2 separate regions of the Mus musculus genome follow, and region 1 is linked to region 2. Evidence: chromatin contacts called from public Hi-C data. All regions are on one chromosome and are shown on one strand. The core of a region is the stretch at or near the end of the contact, and the rest is flanking DNA. Distances in the headings are between cores, read along the strand shown. Region 1 has its middle 7.6 kb from the start of Erich6. Region 2 overlaps Selenot (selenoprotein T).

Region 1 (6,712 bases), core at 814-3,313, 50 kb after region 2:
GCGCCACCATGTCCGGCCTGGGTCTCACTCTCTTGGTGACCATATAAGACCTTACTAGGTTACTTGAACAAGCCTTGAAGGAAGGGAAGAAGCAGACTCTGGGCCTCACCTGCAAAGATGCAGGAGCAAACATAATTGATGTTTGCTGAGGAGGGCTTTGATTTTTATAAGCCAGGGTCCCTCTGAAAAAGGTATGGCTTATACTTAACAATACCATCCACTAGCTCCCACTAATCCATTTAAATGGTCTCACTGCATTTTGTGGGGCACAGAGACTCAACTAATGGGGAGACCTGACAGAAGGATGTTGTACTAACGCACAAACAAATCTGAAGTGCAGATCCAGGGCACTAAGAAAAGACTATTGGGACTACAGACCCTAACTGAAATTATAATTCACTTGTGATACAAAGAGCATCTATTTCTTTGTTACTGCAAAGACAGCCTAAAGATGACAAACAGAGTTAATTAGGCTTTCAGGTCCAAAGAGTTGAGGCCACAGGGGTAATGCATCTGGGCTTGACGTCAGAACTAAAGACAAGACGTAGATGCAAGAACAGAAAGCAAATGAGTTGAGAAGCAAGTAATTGATCAACTCCAGAACTGTGCTTGCTAGACATGGAGAACTGGCAATATGAGAAGATGGTGGATTGCTATCCTGAAGATCTTTCTTGTAGCTATTAGGCTTCACAGGGAAGAGGGAGGAGGGAGGAGGGAGGAGGGAGGAGGGAGGAGGGAGGAGGGAGGAGGGAGGAGGGAGGAGGGAGGAGGGAATAAAGTCACTCAGTCATTCTGGAGCTGGAAATTGTCCTCTGGTCAGATGATCAGCCTCATTTCTGAGACTTGGATTATTTCTTCCGTCTCTGGATGCCTGGGATCAGGCACTCGCACTTCCCAAAATGCAGAATTTAGTTTCTGCTGATTTCCAAGGGCATATGGGCATATGGGCTGGGAGAGAGGGAAGGTAACTCAGAACAAACATTCCATCAACAGTGTGGGCGTGCTATTAATGACATGCAACGGAGACTTCTTTTGATAATATAGAGTTTCAATATAACTTCCCTGTCATAAGAAGGGAGGCTCCAGGGAGGGGAGAGGGCCAGAAGACTTGAGAGATAGCTATCGTAACAGAAACCATCTTGGAGCTTGGTGAGACTCCTGAGGGGGAAGCCATACTCAGCTGGGGGTTAGCCATCACCTGATATCATCTGCTTGGACTATGTGCAATCCAGAGCTTTGGCTATTATAAAGGGAAGAGATGCTCGTTACAAAAAAAAAAAAAAATTGGTAATGCATTAAAGGGGGTGGAAACCAAAAAAAGAAACCCACCCACAGCTGTCCTGAAGCCAATACTAACATATGCAGATATTTTCTTCCTGTCATCTTTCTCCTTATATTTATATGTAGTGTATATATCTTGCCCCTTCTTGCTTAGTGTGACCTTATAAGTACACTCATATTAATCTTTATGTCATGTACAAGTGCCACAATTTATTTCATCATGCTTTGCATTTGGTTAGAGAATTAGTCAACAAGTATTCAGTTCTGTTCTTCAGACTCAGAGAATACAACAGGGAGCTAGATGGACGAAGCTATTCACTTCTTGAATCCTATATTCTGGAATGGGGTGAAGCAGGAGACACATCATTAGCTCTATCTGTGAGATAACTACTGTGTGCTACTGTAAGACACTAGGTTTGCCCTTAATGTTTTATGTGTGGCAACTTGTTAAAAGCAGTCACAGAAAGCCAGTGTACCAAGCTCATGTTCATTGCAGGGGTTCCTATGCTGGCCCATCATCCCTCAGTACTTTGAACAGCTGGAACATCCTCACTTAGACCTAAACTCAAACATCCCCTCATGGGAGCCCCCTGAGGCTTCACCGTATCACGCTCTTTTATTTTGTTTTTTAATGTCTCCTCTAGAGTACCCCTATCCTGTCCTGCTGACCCCCGACCTTAGCCACTTTAAGATTCATTGCAGACTTGTAAGGATAGAATGAGAAGAACCACCCAGTGGGTGGGGACAGTTTGAATACCAAGCTGGCTCACTGTTGTCTTCTCACAGAGCATTGTGAGACAGTGGACTGTGCCAGAAAAGTTGGTAGGTTGGGTGGCTTTAGAGTCCCTGGCACCCAGGCACCCACCTGAGACAGTAGGTGGCTCCCGTTCCCTACCAGATTCCTGGCCTGGAACACGTGTGTTCCTGTGTGTGTGTGCACATGCAAGCATGTGCACGTATAATCATTATATATCATTAGAACTTGCCTTAACATGTATAAAATTTGTCAAGTTATGAACCCATACATTGTATATATCTCTAGATATGTAAGTTACAGTTTAAAAAGATCTTCTGGATTAATCATAAATAGTCCAAGGACACACAGAATCTTTGTGGTTTTGTGAAGATAGCGTGACCATGGAAACCAAGGGACTTAAATTCTAGTTCCTATGCTGCAACTAGTTCACGGGCTTTGGCTATGAAATATGGGGTCATGCTAAGTTTGACCTAAAAACACCATTTAATCTTGCTGATCTATCTGATTTGATGAGGTGCCTACCCCCAGGGTCATTAACATAGGCAAGAGAGTGAGATATCTTCACTTCCTATCTTTGTGGCTCTCACAACATAGCAACAACATAGCAAGCACAAACATACAAACACTCAAGCAGACACTACAGATGATCTGTGCTCTCTGACAGGAAGAACAGCAAAAATTGGTATTGGGGACGCATCCTGGAAATCATAAAAGATAAATAGGTGTTAGGTGGGCAAGGCAGAGATGGAGAAGCACACATCAGGAGGATTATCAGGCTATTTAAGATTGAATACCTGACTTTAAGAAGACAAGACCTCCATAGCAGCTGAACACAGAACTAGATAAAAGGCTTGAGGAACATGGCCCATTCATGCATGCACATCAATAATGGGGCAGTGAGGATGTGAGCACCTCCATACTCCTGAAACACACTCACTGTGCTGCTGGCTTTGGCCTCCTCATTATGCTCACCCTGAGAAATAACACAAGACTATAAGACTTCAGCATACTACCCTTGGAAGCCAGGACCTGCACTATCAACAGTTAGAACAAAGAATGGGATTAAGCTGCGGTGGCATACATATCTGTAATCCCAGCACTCAGAAGAATGAGGGGGGAGGGTTGCAAGTTCAATACCAGCTTCACTTACAAAGTGAGGCTCTGTCTCCAGAAAGTAAATCTGAATCATTTACATAAAAAGAATGAAAATAAAAGGTATAGCCAGGAAACAATAAAAACCCGTTCATATTATACTCTCCATAGGTGCTGTGCCCTAAAGTCTCATAACATTCCCCTGACACATAAAGAGTCTCCAGTCCTTCACTAAATTGTTCATTCTCAGGACACTTGGGACCATGGGTGGACAACATGACAGAGTTCACTGGGAAAGAGCTTGCGACCACACCGCTACTTTCTTCTCATCTATGAATACTCTCAGGTACTCATCACCTACAGCCATTAAACCTCTTTCCTCTACCCTATTACTTATGTTTCTTATTACAGGGAGGTTGTTTAACAAGACACCTGCATGTACAGTCGCCATCCTGTTGTCTGCTCACTGTGAGTCTGGAGACAACCAAAACTAGAAATTGAAGACCTCGTGTTTACTAGGGGGTTGTTCTAGGTTTTCACACACAGTCCTAACTCCTAATGTGGCTTTATTACTTCTGAGGAAATGGTTGGTATTAAATGATATCTTAATTATAGGGCTCTGATCTGATAGGATTGTCTCTTATTTGAAACCCCTCAGTCATGGATTCTTAGCTTCTAGCACTGGGAGAAAAAAAAATTCTTGAAGCCCTTATTTTATGGTGCTCTGTTGGGTTCACGTTCTGCCCCACAGCTGGGGTGTGGGAAACACCAGGGTACTTGGACTGCTTTCACCCTGTGCTGATGCTGTTGGGTGCTGGGCTCCAGCGAAGCGCCGATACACCACTCAGTGGATAGAAAAGCACAGCCTAGAATGTGGGAGACCAAACCTGGGGTTCTCTGACTCCCAGACATCCAGGCATCACTGGGTCAGAGAGTTGGGAACAGAGTTGGGAGCAGGGGTTATTGGAGGGTTGCTGAGAACGACAAGGAGTCTGTGCGCGTGCACACACACACACACACATGCATACACCTATATACTTATAGTGTAACAGGCGCCCTGGCCTCAAAGGTAGCATGTTGGAATGTTACAATCTTGTGTTATTTCTTAAGGTGAGTTGAATGATGAAGCTAAAGCCTGCAGCACAATAACTGTGTTTCAGAAGTATGGGAGGTGGTGTTCACATTTTCACTGCCCCATTATACACACACACACACACACACATACACATATATATACATACACACACACACATACACACACATATATATATACATACACACACACATACACACACACACACACACACACACACATACACACACACATATATATACATACACACACACACATACACACACACACATATATATATACATACACACACACATACACACACACACACACATACACACACACATATATATACATACACACACACACATACACACACATATATATATACATACACACACACATACACACACACACACACACACACATACACACACACATATATATACATACACACACACATACACACACACATATATATATACATACACACACACATACACACACACACACACACACACACACACACACACACACACATATATGCCTCGCCAGTGCAAAGCTATCCACATAGGCTGCCATTCTGAGACTTCCACATAGATGACTCCCATTCCCCTGGTTGGTAAGTGAGCACTGTGCTCGCCAGGTTATAGCAGTTTACCTTTCCTTTTCTCATTGCAGCTTCCTTGGCTGACTAGACTAGGCCAGGCTGAGTCAGTCCGCTGTCTCATGGTTCTGGAATTCCAGTCATCTTCCCTCCATGGTTTGATACCGCTGGGAGCAGTTCTCCCTTTTAAATAGGGTGTGCTGTGTCTGGAGCTACCTGGCATTCTAACCAGATAGAATTTCTAAGAGACACCCCTAGAGGTTTCCAGGTGCTCTGTACAAGCCCTTGGGAAGTCTGTTGCATGGAATGGATGGTCACAAAAGTCCCTCCTCCCTTTGGCACACTCCTTTGTGATAGAACTTTGTCTCTCCTGCCCCCACTTCTCTGCTGGTGAAAGTCCATTAGCAAATCACAAACAGAAGCTGGCCAGCACCTATGCAAAGGGAGGCTTACCCATAAAATACCAGGTGCCAGAGCGGGGACTGATCCCTGGGGGATGAATTCATGTGGAGCAGAGACAAACTATTGCAACTGAGGGTCCTTCAACTGAACAGTGTGCCACCCAGTTGAATGTAAAGGAGACAGATGCTCAGTGCCCACCAGCTAGCCATAGGGATGAGCCAGCTGATCATCAGAACCGCTGAGCTTAACAACAGAAGAGTTGTATACCAGTTAATCAGTTGTCTTGTTTAGATCAATTAATGTCTTGTTTGAAAACAAAAATTTGGGCAAGTTGGCTCTGTAGCAATAGACCTTAGGTCTGTGTCTGGTAGCTCCAATGTCTAGAATCATCTAGATCTCTTCCTGTTGTCTGTTTTTTGCTTGTTTTTGTTCACATAGCTGTACTTCTTTGCACACTTGATTATTTGTCTTACACAACAGATGTTATTGAAAAAAAAAAAAAACACGACCATTTCAGGGCAGCATAGTTAAGAGTCAGAAGGAACACCTGAAAGGAAACGGTCCTCTCCCCTCTCCTTGTCTGATTTCCACCTCTTCCTGGTTGGTGCCCAGGAATTTTGACATAACTGACAAGGTTGTCTTCAAAAGAACTGTATGCCCCATTCAGACAAACTTCCCAAGTGAGGCTGTTAATGATTCGTAAACTATAACTTTTGTCTAACCTACTGGTTACCTATTTATGACTAAACCCCTTTGAGTGATTTATGTCCACTGGGACTCCCTTCTCCACCCAGAGACCTGCACAATGTGCATAAAAGTCTTTCTTCAAGGCTTAAACAGAATAAGAAAAACACTTTTCCTAATATCTCAATTTAGTTCAGATACCATTAAAGCCCCAAAGCATGCAGCTTGCTCCCACTGGGACAGTCAATTCATGGTCTTCTAACATCCAGACATGGCTTTCTACATGTAGGTCTTGTCTTTCTGCTTAATCAATAAGTTTTCTAAGTTTGATCCACTCCAAACTATCTTCAACTTTCATTTCTGGGCAGACTAGCTGCACCCAAGTAGCAGCCTTGCCTGTCTCCAGACTTGTCAGGCCACACTGCAGGAAAACTTTAGCTGCTTTTCCTCCTTCTGGTAGCAATTTGAGGTTGGGGATTACATAATCTTCCTTTGGAGAGAATTATACCTGCTTAGGAAGGCATGTGGGTATATTTATAATGAGAAATAATATACAATCACCCAGGTCTGTTTTGGTGATAGCTGTGATTTGAAGCTAAAGCAAAGCTTCAACTATTTCTATAGAAATATGGGCTTAAAGCCCAGGAGGCTCTCCATTGGAGTGATGGTGGGGCCACCAGCCCACTTTCCCACTCTTGATTGAAATTCACTCTCGTTTTCTCTTCTAAGCCCATTCAAAACTATAAGAGATTTTGAATAGATCCTCAGTTGCCATTTTAAAAATCCATATATATATCTCAGATAAAAAGCACAGGTG
Region 2 (7,001 bases), core at 3,978-6,477:
TACAAGCTTAACAACAGTAGGCTTTTTATTTTTCATGAGAAAATTCTTTGATATTCATATAAAAGAGTTTATATGATTGAAATTGAAGAATCTTTACTGCTACTTGAGGTTTTAGGATTCCTGGATTAGTTGGCTTTCATGTGCTAACTCTCTGGCTGATAGTCTCTATTCCATGGGTTTAAAGTAAAAGCTGTTTGATTCTTGAATGCACAGCATTAGTATACTCTACACCTGTTTTGACTGCTTTACCTGGGACTCTTAAACAACCGACTTCAAAATAAGCTTTTAGCTACCTTTGCTTCCCCTGTGTGCTTTGGTTCTCCTCTGGGGTTTTTGTTCATTTAATTGTTTCATCATTTGTCTATCTAATTTCGTAGGAACTTATGATAGCCCTCCATTCCACAGTTAAGATGCTCTAAATTCTTTGTCCTACATTGCTTAGATCTACTTCTGCTATCTTCACTGTGCCCCCTCCCCAGTCCATGTTACATGGCCTCACATGGTCTCTGAAAAGTAGATTGATGAATAGACCTTTAACCACAACTTGTACATTTTTTGTTGTTGTTGTTTGTTTTTTGAAACAGGGTTTCTCTGTGTCTTGGAACTTGCTTTGTGGACCAGGCTAGTTTTGAACTCACAGAGATCCACCTGCCTCTGCTTTCTGAGTGCTGGAATTAAGGGCATGCATGCACTACCAAGCCTGGCCATTTTTAAATGGATGAAATTAATACTTGAAACTCAAACTTCTTATGTTTATAACAAAACACTGGAGTTTCGTCAAGGAGAATTTCACAGAAATGTGTTCTCTGACTATGTAATGGGGCTGAGGAAAACTCAGGATCCTCTTAGCACTTGTTCTGAGTGCCATCATTGCGGCCACAGTAACCTTCGTAATGAAGCTTCCCTTGTTACACTTGAGTGTCTAAACAGCTTCCTTAAGCAGGTTCTTTTTCAGGATAATGCCAGTGTATTCAGTGTGAGCAAAGGTCCTGCAAAATCTAATTTGAGTCCCGTGTTTCATACCCTGTTGCCTGTCTAATAGTTATATTTGAACACAACTATACCCAATTTTAAAATGTGTTCCCATCGCTGCTTGCAGGTTGCTGTGCAAGTTGAATGTTACAAACACTATTCCTTAGGTAAAATGTTTCCTTCTTGGTTGTTGCAGTTTTTTTTTTTTTACCCTAATCTAAATTTCTATGCCTCTTCAGTCCCTCTTGTAGAACTCCCTTGTTCATCCTGTTCAGGCCTGTGCTCCTTTCTACTTCCAAACCTTTGCTCTACCTTAGTGACTTATCTTTTTCTTTATTGATCTAGTTTAACTGATGTTCTTTTCTGACCAGTCAGCAAGAGAGGCTGGTATTTATGCTCCTGTAGTGGATGGAACACTCGGGTTTTAATCCCAAGTATAGTTTTGTGGTGACTTGTAATGCCCTTGGAATTTTTTTGCTTCAGTGAAAACCCCCTAAGCAGTACACTGTTGTATCGCTAATTGTGCATGAAACTCAATAAATATTTGTGGGGTTGATGTCTATTGTGGAAGCATCTTTAATGTGTTTTGGGGGTGGGTTTGGGGGCTTGGCTGTTTATTTTTGTAGATGTGCCAGTGTGGTCTAAGCTGGAATCTGGACATCTTCCATCCATGCAACAACTTGTTCAAATTCTTGACAATGAAATGAAACTCAATGTGCATATGGATTCAATCCCACATCATCGATCATAGCCCTACCTATCAGCACCGAAAACTCTTTTGTAAGTAGTTTAACAATGTAGTAGCTATTTATTGATTCCTGTTAATCTTACCACAGATGCTAGAATATGCTATATACTAGTTTAATTTCCTATTTAAAATGAAACAGATAAATATGTCTTTCAGACTCTGACTTTCTAGTAGTCAGAATTGATGTGTTTTTATTACAGTTTGTAGATACATAGCTTCTTCGCACTTTCAAATAATTAGTTCTTAAGCATGTGTATCATTTTTAACATAGTTAAGGTTTATGAGCAAATGTGTAACTGTAAAGAGGGCCGGTTCTCTATTCCATTCTCATCAGTGGGTCACTTCCCAAGGGTTTGTATAAGAGTGACTACTGAAATACGCTATTCTTTTTTTCTATCTGTTTCAGACACTAAGGGATTTTGCAAGAGCAGCGTGACTGACATTATGAAGGCCTGTACTGAAGACAGCAAGCTGTTAGTACAGACCAGATGTTTCTTGGCAGGCTCGTTGTACCTCTTGGAAAACCTCAGTGCAAGACAGTTTTCCATGCTGGCCCATGCTGAATTCTGCACATACATGTAGTGCAGTGATCCTGTGTAGCTTCCCCAGCCCACTGGTCATAGTTTCTTCTTGACACAGCATTACTACTTGTAATTCTTTTCTTGGTCATGTGTGAGAAAGCACAGCATTGAGTTATAACTTGAGTTTTTTTCAACATGTGTGTTAAGTCGGTTGTGTTTTTATATGAATTTTCATTTTTTTTTTAAATAGTCAAACATCAGTTTTCTTGGGGCAACACCTGAAGTTCCCAAATAATTTTTAAGAGGTTCTCGGATAGCTCTAATTGGCCATGGTTAATACATAGTTTTGAAAACATTGCAGATTGTGAACAGTAAATTATACAGGATTATGGAGAGGAAATCCAATATCCAGAATACTCTACTCTGTGTGTGTGTGTGTGTGTGTGTGTGTGTGTGTGTGTGTGTGAGAGAGAGAGGGGGGGGGTGGGGTGGGGTGGGGGAAGATTATCAAGAACAGCAAAACCAACTACTTTAAAAATCCTATTGTGTAGTTCAAATGTCTTGCCGTGACCAATCTAATGAATTAATTAATGGGCCCTTTATACTAAACTAATTTAAACTGAGCAGATGTTAAGTTAAATGAAAGTTTACTGCTCAGTGCCTCTCTTAGCATTATTTTTAACAACCATCTGCCTAAGTTTTTTGTTTTTGACTTACAGATAATCTCATAAAGAACATACTTTAGATTCACACATAAGTAATGAGCTAATTTACTGTTTTTAGAACGGTTGAAACTCACCTCACTAAAGAAAAATTCAGCGAAACCTCTTTACAAAGTGTATTATGTAAACAGAGATCATTTGTCTAGTAATTGAATTATCTTAACATCATATATCAGAATTTTATTGTATTTGAAAGACAAAATTAAAAATATTTTTAATGTTTTCATATTGTTCCAGAGTTCTAAAGAGAAATTTAGAGTTGATAAAGACAATAAGAATGATTTCTCAGAAATAGAGCATAATTTTGAATAGCAGTTACATAGCAGCTGTGGCAACAGAAAGGGATTAAGTGGAAGAGCCAAATGTAATCCTGGACTTGTGAGTGGAAGTTATGAGCTGAGGGAAGGAACTGCAATGGGAGACTTGATGTTGATGCCACCTGACTCTTAGATGTTGAGAGCAGCTTGACTACTGGACACACACTGAGTGCATTCAGGCAATGCCTCTTACAGCCTAAAGTGGAATCTACTGTGATCTTCAGATAGCAGGAAGATAGTCTAGTGATGGAATGTTACCCTTTTGACTAGTATCATAGCACTGCTAGCCTAGGTTCTTTTGGTAATAGACATTGTAATTTAAACGGAAAGTTCCATATATATGTATATATTGACTAGATCTTAAAACCTTGCTAATATGGTTGCCTACCACTTCAGACTCCACATCTTGCAAAGTTTAACATCGGAGGGGCCTTTCTTCAAGTAATAGGCATTCCATTTGTGATGCAGTTAGCTTTATGGCACATAGACATTCATAATTTGAGCCATGGATGTTCATGTGTACTTGACAGGTCAAACTATGAAGGACAATGTCAAATCTAACTTTCTCCATGTATGCCTTAGGTTGAATTTGTTTCCAAGTTAATAGCTTTTACTGGCTTAGACATTCACACTCATCTCTGTTTTATTTTATGCTTAGTCATATTTAAATCCAGAATTTAATAGTCTACTAGACAGATAAATGAGATGCATGAATATAAAAATATATAAGGGAAAGGAGATGGTAAACTATTTATAACTTTATTATATTACTAACATTTCAAAGTTTATTAGTTGCTTATAAATTGTATAGTTACAAAATGTCTGTGCTCCATTAATCAGAAGATCGCAACGTATCAGCAGGCTGGCTAATTTTACTGGTGTTTTCAACACAGTTGCTATTGTGGAAGGTTTTTTGCATTAATTAAAAAGTTGGTAAAACCTGGCTTTTACCTCAGCGTGTCAGATGTAGAGAACACGTGCTCTCAGTGTGTGAGTGGCAGTGGCTGTGCACTCGCATTCGTGACAGCTGCTCAGCCTGAACAGCTGTGCAATGCGGTGAGCTCCAGTCATGGTTCATTCTTACTTCAGAGCTTTAGTAGTTTGGAAGTTTGACTGACTGGCACATTCTATCATTGTCATAACTTAAATAATTCAGTTAAAATTTTTTAAAACATGATTTGATATTTAGGGCTTTTCTTTTTTAAAAAATGAGAAGCAAGTAAAGAATTGTAAAGATTTGGGACTTCTTTGTGGCATTGTGAAATAAATAAGCCAATGTGAAAGGAACCCTGCTTTGTGAAAATGATTCTGTCCTAGTGTACTTTATGTAGCAGATGTGTTGAGGGGATTCTGCACTGTAAAGGCTGTCATCCAGTGAATGGTGTTTGCTTTCTCGGGCATCTTAAGCCAACCAGTTTGTTTAACACCTATTTCTGACTCTAAATCTTACCTGTTTTAGAACTTAAAGTTGTTTTCCTAAGCTTTATAATTTGCAGGTACAGTACTGAGCCATTGACAGTGTTGTGATTTATTCTTGTCTGGAACATAAAGGAATAACATACGTTGTCCCATCTTAAGTTTTCCTGAGAAATGTATGTATTAACACACCCAAATCTAAAGAGAAAACGACCACTTTTCTTGTCTTGACCAGCAAGTAATTAATTCTAGAAGAAAATAAAGATCACTTGGTTTTTAATTAAGCCAATACTTAACTTTCCCAGAAATGGGAGATTCCCTGTCTCTTCCACCTCTTTGAGAAAAGTGGAAATCAGTAAATATTTACGTAACAGAATGAACAGCCAGATCCAGCTTTGAAACTATCTCAGAGAAAAACACAAGTAGTTTCAGATGTAGAATGAAGACTGAAAGCCTTGCCTTCTGTACCAAAGCTAGCAGGGTGCTTTGCTTTTGTTAACCGCGGTGCCTGCGGTGTCTTCCCCAGACTGCCCTTTCAGTTTCTGCATAAACATTACCAGGACAGAGGCCAGCTGCTTATCTCTGGAGATTCTGAAACTGAGCCCAATAATTTGCATTTCTTGGTAAGATTCAAGATACCGTTGATTATCTGTCCAAGCTACTCTGAGCAGCATTGTACTCCAAGGTCATAATTCAGCCCAGAAAAAAAACTGGAAAATTTGCTTCCTTTTGTTTTTTTCTTTCCCAGAAACACTTAAGTCATTTGGTAAAATAGTAACTCAAATAAAGAATGACAGGAGAGGTGATGTTTCTTAAAAGGGTTGCCCCAGTTGGTATTTTGTGACTGCAGCATATCCTTTCCTATGGAAATAACATTTGAAACTAGTTTTTGAAAGAATATTAAAATTAAAATTCGAATGCTGGGTGTGGTGGCGCACGCCTTTAGTCCTAGCACTCTTGGGAGGCAGAGGCAGGCGAATTTCTGAGTTCGAGGCCAGCCCTGTCTACAAAGTGAGTTCCAGGACAGCCAGGGCTATACAGAGAAACCCTGTCTCAAACCCCCCCCCCAAAATAAAATAAAATAAAATAAAATTAGAAACACTAATATTTGAAAGATTAAAAATAGGAATCTTTTTTGATGGATTCATTTTAAAAGTGTATAAACTGTCAACATGACTGCTCCATGGTATAGTCAAGGGGAAGGTTTTTATTATAGATACAAAAAAGAGAGCAGCCAGAGGCATCTGGAGTAGTCTAGAGCAGAAAGAGGTAAGTAGACTGAACATAGATAGCCAGGGCTATCTTCCATAGTGGGGAGAATATCAAGGGATAGAGAATAGAGAAGACGTGAGAAAAGCAGAGGGGGTGGGGGAGGGGAGAGCACAGTGAGAAGCCCAGGGTATTAGAATGAGTAGTTAGGGGAGCTGCAGAGAGTTAGGGTGAGAAGGAGGTGAGGAAGGTAGCTCAAACTTCATGCTTTGATATACTGGGTGCTGGGAGGCAGGCGGCGGATTTGGCGGAGCTTTGGGGGGAGGGGGTGGGGTGGGGGAAGAAACTTGGTCTTGTGAGAGTATAAGTTGCTTAATATACTGTCCTGTCCTCTGTCCTGGCTCTTAAGTTGCTCTGAGGCCAGAAGCCAATGGCTTCAGGTAAGTTAACACCGTATTGTTAAACAGTGGGGGTATGGGCTGGATCCATGGCTCAGCAGTTAAGAGCACTGACTGCTCTTCCAGAGGTCCTGAGTTCAATTCCTAGCAACCACGTGTTGGCTGACAATCATTTGTAATGAATCTGATGTCCTCTTCAGGTGTGTCTGAAGGCAGCTACAGTGTACTCATATGCATTAAATAAATCTTTTAAAAAATAGTTTGAAAAAAAAAATCTACAGATTAAGTAAAGGATTAATTGCTAGTTCTCCTTTCTCTCGCCCAGAAGCCCTTCTTGCTGACCAGGCAAGAGGGAGGTTTGGAGCAATTAACTTCTATTGAACCAGGAGAAGAGAGTCAAACTCGCATAAAGAAAAACTTCTACACAAGCAAATATTGCATAAACATGTACATTCATACACACATACTCATACACCCTCATACATTCCTGTTGGGCCTGTCCACTCGTCTCATCAACTTATATACTTACACCTATACTTAACATGTGTATATATTTTTTTGATGGATGGAGCAAAAGCTTTCATGAGCAGTTTCATTGAGCAAGTGCCAATGCAAACAGAACTCTCTCATTCTGGATGAAAACTAAGCTTTAACCTTTATTGCATAGAGAAAAAAAGCATCTACTTTTCTATTGAGTA

The links. A called contact is a pair of places that touch in the nucleus more often than the background predicts.
Region 1: a contact with region 2 is called in a Hi-C map of group 2 innate lymphoid cells, with 2.9 times the contacts expected there. The contact joins two enhancer-like sites. A contact is called at or near these places in 1 of 39 promoter capture datasets (macrophages), 13 of 484 Hi-C or Micro-C datasets (the G1E-ER4 cell line, the MNK3 cell line, cumulus cells and 9 more), 3 of 115 datasets of contacts at active chromatin or transcription factors (a beta-TC-6 cell line and embryonic stem cells) and 4 of 9 other capture datasets (adipose tissue, embryonic stem cells, liver and 1 more).

The regions. Positions count from the first base shown.
Region 1 is chr3:58,641,453-58,648,164 of GRCm38.p6, forward strand. No RefSeq gene overlaps it. Among named protein-coding and RNA genes, the nearest start is that of Erich6, 7.6 kb to the left of the region's middle. Within about 2 kb of position 2,064, at least 3 of the 459 cell types and tissues checked have an H3K27ac peak or open chromatin away from gene starts, as enhancers often do. A contact at or near this core is called in group 2 innate lymphoid cells, where this site is marked.
Region 2 is chr3:58,588,569-58,595,569 of GRCm38.p6, forward strand. It overlaps Selenot (selenoprotein T), which reads left to right. Exons shown (of 6, transcript NM_001040396.3): 5 at 1,599-1,752; 6 at 2,127-4,976. The coding sequence ends at 1,723. Among named protein-coding and RNA genes, the nearest start is that of Selenot, 15 kb to the left of the region's middle. Within about 2 kb of position 5,228, at least 13 of the 459 cell types and tissues checked have an H3K27ac peak or open chromatin away from gene starts, as enhancers often do. A contact at or near this core is called in group 2 innate lymphoid cells, where this site is marked.